2 separate regions of the Mus musculus genome follow, and region 2 is linked to region 1. Evidence: chromatin contacts called from public promoter capture Hi-C data. All regions are on one chromosome and are shown on one strand. The core of a region is the stretch at or near the end of the contact, and the rest is flanking DNA. Distances in the headings are between cores, read along the strand shown.

Region 1 (3,814 bases), core at 684-3,183:
AAAGGCAACATTTAATTGGGGTTGGCTTATAGTTTCAGAGGTTCAGTCTATTATTATCATGGAGAGAAGTATGACAGCCTACAAGTAGATATGATACTGAAAGAGCAGAGAGTTTCACATGCTGATATGAAGCCAGCCAGCCAGGAGGAGCATCTTCTCCACACTGGGTAGAGCTTCAGCACTAAGATACCTCAAAGTCCACCCTCACCGTGACACACTTCCTCCAACAAGGCCACACCTATTTCCAACAAGGCGACATCCCCTAATAGTGCCACGTTCCCAATTTACATTGGGCCACGCATATTCAAACCATCACACCTCCCAATCAAAGATATGAGAAAATAAGATACAGAACCCTTGTACTACAGAATGATAAATGCAAGATGGGACATCCTAGGACCTCTGTTTGGCTGAGGGAGCAGAAGCTTGCAGCCTCGGAGGACAGAAAAGATGAGGGTGTCTGTACTCATGGCTCATTCAGTACTTGGAATTTTAGCCAGAACAGCAACAAAGAAAAAGAAAGTGATGTCAACAGGAAGGGAGAAGTCAGATTATCCCTGATTGCAGATGGCAGGAGTCTGTTCTTAGGAAATCCTTACAACTCTGCCAAGACTCTTAGAATCTATAAACAAATCCAGCAAGGGAGCAGGGTACAAAATCAATGTTGAAAAATCATTAGCTTTTCTATGTGCCAGTAGTGAACTCACTGAGACTGAAAGAAAACAACCACTGTCACTGCTCACAACAAGATTATCCCAGGAATAAAGCCAACTGAAGAGGCGAAGACTCCAACAGTGAAACCTAGAACACTGCCATACAGTGAAGAGACTTCTCGTGTCTGAGTCAGGACAGTTAGTACTGCTTTCAAGTGACCACGCTACTGCAGCAAGGCTTACATTGGCCACAGTCCCCAATAAAAAAAGCAACATTCTTTATGAAGCTAGAGAAAAATCCTAAAGCACACACCTGGGTATGGGTGTGCCTGTAATATCAGCACAGGGAAGGAAGGTGCAGGAGGATTGAGAGGCCAAGCCCAGACATGGCTCAAACAAAATAAACCAAATTTATGTGGAAACACAAAAGACCCGGTAAAGTCAGAACAATCCTGTCAAAAGGAGCAATGTTGGGGTCACTGCGGTACCTAAATTCAAAATATACGATAGAAGCTGGGCGAGGTGCGTGCCTTTAACTCCAGCACCCAGGAAGTAGAAGCAGGCAGATCTCTGTGAGTAAAGGGCTAGCCTGGTCTACAGAGTTCTAGTCCAGTCACAGCTATACAATGATACCCTTTCTATTAATTTTTACATACACACACTCACAGTATAGTACAGAGTTATATGTAGTAGCAAAATTAGTGTGATGTATTGAGAAAATACATCATGTAGACCAGTGGAATAAAATACAGGAACCTGGAAATGAATGCATGCAGCTGCAGCCAAATGCTTCCTGAAAAAGGCACCATGTAACTACCATGTAACTGAGCCACACTGTTCCTTGGGCATGTACCACAGGCTCTATGACCTTATATACTGGAGACATAAGCAAGCTGCTTATCGCAGCACTGTACACATCAGTCAATCTCCGGAATCAGCAGATGAATGGAGAAAGAAAACTTCTACATAGCCACAATGGAGTGCTGGTGAGCCATAGAGAAGAAGGAAATCAGGGTGTTTGCATAAAAATCGATAGAACTAAGAGTCATCATTAAAGAAGACAGAGACAAATAGCACACGTTTCCGCTTATCTGCAGAAGCTGGAATTTCAATTCAAGAAAGAAGACTACAAAGGAAAGAGAAGAGGCGGTAAAAGAGGTACAATGAATACCAAAGCACAACACCCACTTGTATTGAGATGGCCCAGTACAGTCCATTACAAAGTGCAATATACCCTGATTGATAATTATACTTTGAAAAGGGGCCTGGCTGTGGTGGCACATGCCTTTAATCCCACCAAGGAGGACAGAGGAAGGAGGAGCCTTGGTTAGCCCTTAGAGAAGAGCAAGGACAAAGGACACCACAAGAGCTGCCTGTGGCCCCATGGCTGGGGCTAGGTTACTTTGCTGATGAAAGCCTTAGGGAGAACTACTTTCTACAGGCCACTTCATGTTCTGCCCACTTCAAAGTACACTTGGGCACAAGAGCCCCAGCGTGACTGGATGGAATAATCTCAACAGGCCTAGGAAGTTGAGAAAAATCAGTAGAACACAGCAGAAAGGATGAAAATAATGAATCCTTTTCCTATAGAACTGGTGAGCCTCACTGATTACAAAGACTAGCATCATACATTGGGCAATGCTTCACTCAGGGTCTCATTACATAGCCCAGGTTGTCCACAGACTTTTGATTCTCTTGCCTCAGCCTCAAGAGTGCTGGGATTATAGGTGTGCACCACCCTAATGAGAGATTCGGGAAAATGAGGTGTGTGAGGCTGCAGAGATGGCTCAGTGGTTAAAAGCACATATTGCTCTTCCAGGACTAGAGTTCTCAGCACCCACATGGCAGCTCACAACGGTCTGTAACTCCAGCTCTCCACAAGATCTGATGCCTTCTTCTGGTCCCACAAGGGCACTATGCTTGCATACAAACTAGCACACTGACACACAGAGAAAAATAAATCTTTTTTTAAAAATTGAGTTGCCTGGGTCCCATGTATCTTCCTATGCAGGGGACAAAAAACAAGGTTGGTGTCCAGGAGTCAGGAAGCCTGACCAGCAGCCCAGGTTATGCCGATGGATACCTGGTGCTACCGTGGGGCTGATGGCCATGGCTGCCATTCCCTGTATTCTTAAGAAATCTTTCCCCTCTTTGCTGGGACAACTCCCTTCTATCTCTTAGAGACCTTTATCAGGAGCAACACCCACCTCGTTGCCCTGGAACTCACAGGCTAGAATGGCTGACTAGTGAGCCCCAGGCCTCTTCTCGTCTTTGCGACCCAGCACTAAGCCCAGCATTTATTTTTACATTATTTTTTACTAGGCAGATGGGGTGTGAAAGTGTATCATGCCATGCACAAGGAGGTCAGAGGACAATTTGTGGGAATTGGTTCTTTCCTTCTACCTTGTAGGTTCTGGGACTGAATGAATGAGGTCGTTGGGCTTGGTGGCAAGCACCTTCCCACTGCTGAGCCACCTTGCTGGGTGGTGTCCAGTATTTTCACATGGGTTCTGGAGTGCAAACTCTGGTCTTCATGCCCTTTGCTAAGTGATCTTCCCAGATCCCTTTACAAAACCTCATAATTGGCCAATGGGAAGTGTTCTCCCTTGATGCTCATTCTTCCAAGCATTAAGCATCTTTCTATACACATCAAGCATACGCTATACATTGTATGCAGCCATCCAATGACAACTGCCATACCATCTACAGTAGGATCTGTGTGAAAAGACCTTTTCAGAATCTTTATTCTTTCCTCTCTTAAGCTAACCAACAACCTGTGTTTGGATACTCATTTGCTACTGATCTCCTTCCAATATAAGCTAAACACTTAATGTAAGGGGAGACAGGCCGAGGAGCCACAGCAGTGCAAAGGCCTGCACTCAGGCCTGCAGAATCAGATGTCCATAGCTCCCTCCCCAAGATCAGGCCCAACTCACTTTCCCCTGACTGTTCTCTGGTGACCTGCTGAGGTGGATCCCACAAATTTAAAAACAAACAAAAAAGCCTCTATAGCTTTAAGGGCTGGGAAGGTCACCATGAGTGACCACTTAGAATGTCGTTTACACCTCTGTAAAGCTAGGGAAGTACTAGGGAAAACAAACAAACCCCAAAGGCAATAAGAGGCATGCTAAAAGAGCATAAAAAGCACGTGGTTCAAACTT
Region 2 (3,814 bases), core at 493-2,992, 340 kb before region 1:
TGAGGGTAGCCAGTCTCTGCCAACAAAAGACCAGCAGAGCCAACTGTCTTTGTCTAAGCAGCAGCCCTTTACAGAGTCTCTGTGCCTGGCTCGAGCCTGCTGCAGCAGTTTGAGTGAGCGGGTGTGAGGACAGGTAGGTAGGAAATTGGAGTCAGTGATCAGCCTGAGAGATAGGCCAGAGCCGCACAAAGGTCGGCCCCAAAGCTGCATTCAGCATTCAAAGACTGCTGAGCCTCCCTGAGGCCAGAGGGAGGCTACTGAGGATGCAGGAAGAGGGAGGGGACTGTTACCAGAGAGACCAGCAGATAGGGATAGAGCCAGCTAGCCATCTGAAGGAGCCTTGCGCAAGCCCAGGCCAGGGCAGCAAGGGAAGAGAGTGCATGGGGCACAGGAGAAGAAGGAGGCAGGAGGCAGATGCAAACCCCAGAGACTGGGGTGCCACCCTCTGAGGTGCGGGAAGCCGATTAGTCTAATTCTCCCTCCTGTCTTTATGGTCAATCAGAGTTAAATCTCCCAACTTCAAAAGACTCCGCTGAATTAACAGGACACGTTTAGTCTTATCCCTAAGAGATATCCCAGCATGCCTCGCTGCTCCTCATCCCATTCCTGAAACACAGTGGAGCCAATCGTTATTTTCATCTTACATCATCTTTCTGATGATGTGTTTATCACTTAAGGTTGAACACCCTCCCTCCTCCTCCTCCTTCTCTTTCTCTCTCTCTCTCTCTCTCTCTCTCTCTCTCTTTCTCCTTCCCTCCCTCCCTCCCTCCCTCCCTCCCTCCCTCCCTCCCCCCTTTCCTGCTTCCCTCCTCTATTCTGATTGGGTATCTGTAGCTGAGGCTGCTGTGACCTCAGTTGTCTGGCTTTGCTCTCTGGGTTCTAGGGTTGTAGGTGTCCACTGCCACACCCAGCCATGTCTAACCTGTCAAATTAAGCTGTAGCTCTGCCTCGGATGAGCCTTTCCCTGTACACAGGTCAGTTGGAGGCTCACTGCAAGTGTTCAGAGGCTCACTGACTTTGTCTTCATAGGTGTGGATATAGAATTGTGTCAGGCCCCACCTTAGAGTGTGTGCTGGAGAAGTTGGCCCACTGATGGCCCCTTCTTCTTGATGCTTTTTCTTCCTGAATTGCTTTAGACGGTTTCTCTTCCTCCTTTCTCTTGCCTTCCCCCTTCCATCCTCAGAGCTCAGGCTGTTCCTGGACCCCACTCCTGTTTGATGTGGTAATGTGAACAGCTCCTGCCCTGGCGTGCCACTCTGGCTCCTCCACAGAGCCTCCACAGGGGGCTTTCCCACCTGCCCCCGGTGCTTCACAGACTTTGCTGTCCTTTGAAGAACACTGTTTCAATTTTATGAAATTGTTGGCTGAAATATTTTAAGCCTTTGGTGAAATTAATTGTTCTTACCTTGAGCAAACCTCAGCTCTTGAGAAAACCTGGTGGGATCGAGCACGTTCAGAGTGGTGTGGCTATGGACGGAGCCCATGGAAATCTAACCTCAGGGCCCCTCTGCATGGAAGTGCACATAAGCAGTCATTTCCTAGTGTTCTTTGTGGCACAGTCCCCTACTGCAGGCTTTCTGACCGCTGAAGGAGGAATTGTGTTCGGTCAAGGGAGGCATCTAGTGCTCTAAGCAGCTGAAGATGGCACCCAGGGCCACTCAGCCATGGTCAGTATTTACCTGACAATCTCAGAGGAGCTTGTCACTAAGCTATGGCAAGAGGAGTTGGTCGGTCTCCAGCCGTGACTCAGCAGCCTGGGCTTGCTGTGCTGAGTCCTGCATGTGTGACTGCCTGGCTTCTGCTCGGCCTTCTGGTTGGTTCTGCTGAAATTCGAAACAGCACCTTATGTAATGATCTTCCAGCCTTAGTGCTCAGGTGGGTGAGTCTGACCAGAGTCATTGCTTCAGGGAGAAAATTAAGAGGGGTGGAGGCAGTGAAAACTTGGAGTTTCTCAACGAGATCATGTCAAGCTGAGAACACGAATCCAGACACATCTGCTAATGGTTTTGGGAACCCTGCCTTTCTCCCTGTCACTGCCTGCAGTAGCCACAGATTCCAAGCAGGTGAGGCAGCTTCCAGTTAACAGGGCCAGGTAGTTTAAAAGATCACTACCCAGTTAATCCTCCCATCTTGTCAACATGGTCACCAAGCCACAGCCAGGAGCATACACTTCCAACCCAGAGCACAAAGAGAAGAAGGCTTCAGCTCCTCAGGCCACACCCTAAAGCACCAGCTGAGAATACTAGCACCCAGTTTATCCCTTGGTACGCGTTTCCCATAAGCCTCAGAGAGCCTCTTCTCTGGGATTTTGTAGTTGGGATAAAGTCAGAGGCCTATAAGAACCAATCTTCACTCTGCCACTTCAGAAGACTCAGCTAAGCATCTCCTGTGTGCTGCTGGGTACCAGGTACTGCATGAGGTGAAAGGAACGCTGGGTGAATAGAACAAGGGCCCTGTCCTGGGGAGCTGTCAGTCTAGGCAGAGACAGGAGAATCAGCTACAAGTGCAGAACAGAGGGGTAAATGCTATTCAAGAGGCGAGCACCAGGCAAGAGAGCAGCCTGGCATGTGTCGTTGGAACTGCATCTGCTCTAGGCAGACAGGTGGCGTGCGTGGGACACAGAGCAGCAGTGACTGGGATGCTCCTGCTGTCGAGAGGGAGCACCAGAAGGCTCCTCCCTTCTAAAAGACCTGGGAAGCCCAGTGGCTGCCAGAACCCCTTTCAACCCCAGGAATCCTGGTCAGACACAGAATGGTGCTGCACAGCAGGGGCCCAGCTCAGAGTCTCTGCGGCCTCTAATGGCCTTCGGCTCCCAGGTCCTCTCAAAACGCCCCAGTCAGCCCACTGTAGCCCGAACCCAAAGACAAGCCTCTGGGACGGTAGCTGCGTGTCCACCGAACAGGACTCACTCCTCATCCACGCTTCTTTTTTCTTGCAGGTATGAAGAAGTCTGTGATTTATAGTTCACGGAAACTGAACAAAATGTGGAAAGGGTGGATGAGAAAAGCGTCCTGACTTGACTGATGTTGTGTTACGTGTAGATTATGAATAAATGGCTCCATGCTTTTTTAAGAGTTGCTTGTCACTCTGACTGGCTGCTTGAAATCGAGGAGACCAAGGTTTGAGTCATGCTTGGTAAGGTTTGGTTTGTTTCTGGGTCTTTATTAGACAGAGTCTCACTTTACAGCCTGGCTGGCCTCAAATTCACAGAGATCCTCCTGCCTCTGCCTCCTGAATCTGGGATTAAAAGGTGTGTGCCACGATGCTTGGCTATGGTTGATTTTTTTTTTTTTTTAATTCACTGTCAGACACTAACTCAGGTGCTACCCAAGCACATGAGAGGACTTTGGACCCCAAGAAAAGGCTTCTAGGTACAGAGCTGTGAGTGCATTTTGTGATCCATGCTGAACAAAAGGTTCTGACTTTGAGGACACACTGAGTTGGACATGACAGGTGCTGCTACTGTGCGTTTGAACTTGTAGCCTGTAAAGTCTACAGGGTACATAAGCTGGGCTCTCTTCTAGTGCCCCAGTCCCCATTCACTTGGTGGGATTTTGGTTTTGGTTTTTGTCTTTTCAGTTTGTTTTTTTTTTTTTTTTGGTTTGGTTTGGTTTTGGCCTGTTTTGTATGAAGTTGTGTAGCAGACTGACTTTTGGGTGCAGAGCCCTAGACGACCCCTTGCAGCTTCTGCCCAGCCAGTACTGAGACGTGTGTACGTACCGAGAACCCAGCAGTACAGGACACACTGATCCACCCTGCTTTCCTCTCTGCCCTTTGTTGTGTTGGCTCCTCTAAGGCTGGCTCCAGTCACTGC

The links. Promoter capture Hi-C pulls out the DNA fragments that hold promoters and counts their contacts.
Region 2: a contact with region 1 is called in a promoter capture Hi-C map of the C10 cell line. The contact joins two enhancer-like sites. A contact is called at or near these places in 1 of 39 promoter capture datasets (the C10 cell line), 1 of 115 datasets of contacts at active chromatin or transcription factors (pancreatic cancer cells) and 3 of 9 other capture datasets (adipose tissue, liver and pancreatic islet).

The regions. Positions count from the first base shown.
Region 1 is chr6:114,660,685-114,664,498 of GRCm38.p6, reverse strand. All of the region lies in intron 1 of Atg7 (autophagy related 7), which reads right to left. Among named protein-coding and RNA genes, the nearest start is that of Atg7, 19 kb to the right of the region's middle. Within about 2 kb of position 1,933, at least 20 of the 459 cell types and tissues checked have an H3K27ac peak or open chromatin away from gene starts, as enhancers often do.
Region 2 is chr6:115,003,644-115,007,457 of GRCm38.p6, reverse strand. It overlaps Tamm41 (TAM41 mitochondrial translocator assembly and maintenance homolog), which reads left to right. Exons shown (of 8, transcript NM_026894.1): 8 at 2,939-3,077. The coding sequence ends at 3,015. Among named protein-coding and RNA genes, the nearest start is that of Tamm41, 32 kb to the left of the region's middle. Within about 2 kb of position 1,742, at least 43 of the 459 cell types and tissues checked have an H3K27ac peak or open chromatin away from gene starts, as enhancers often do.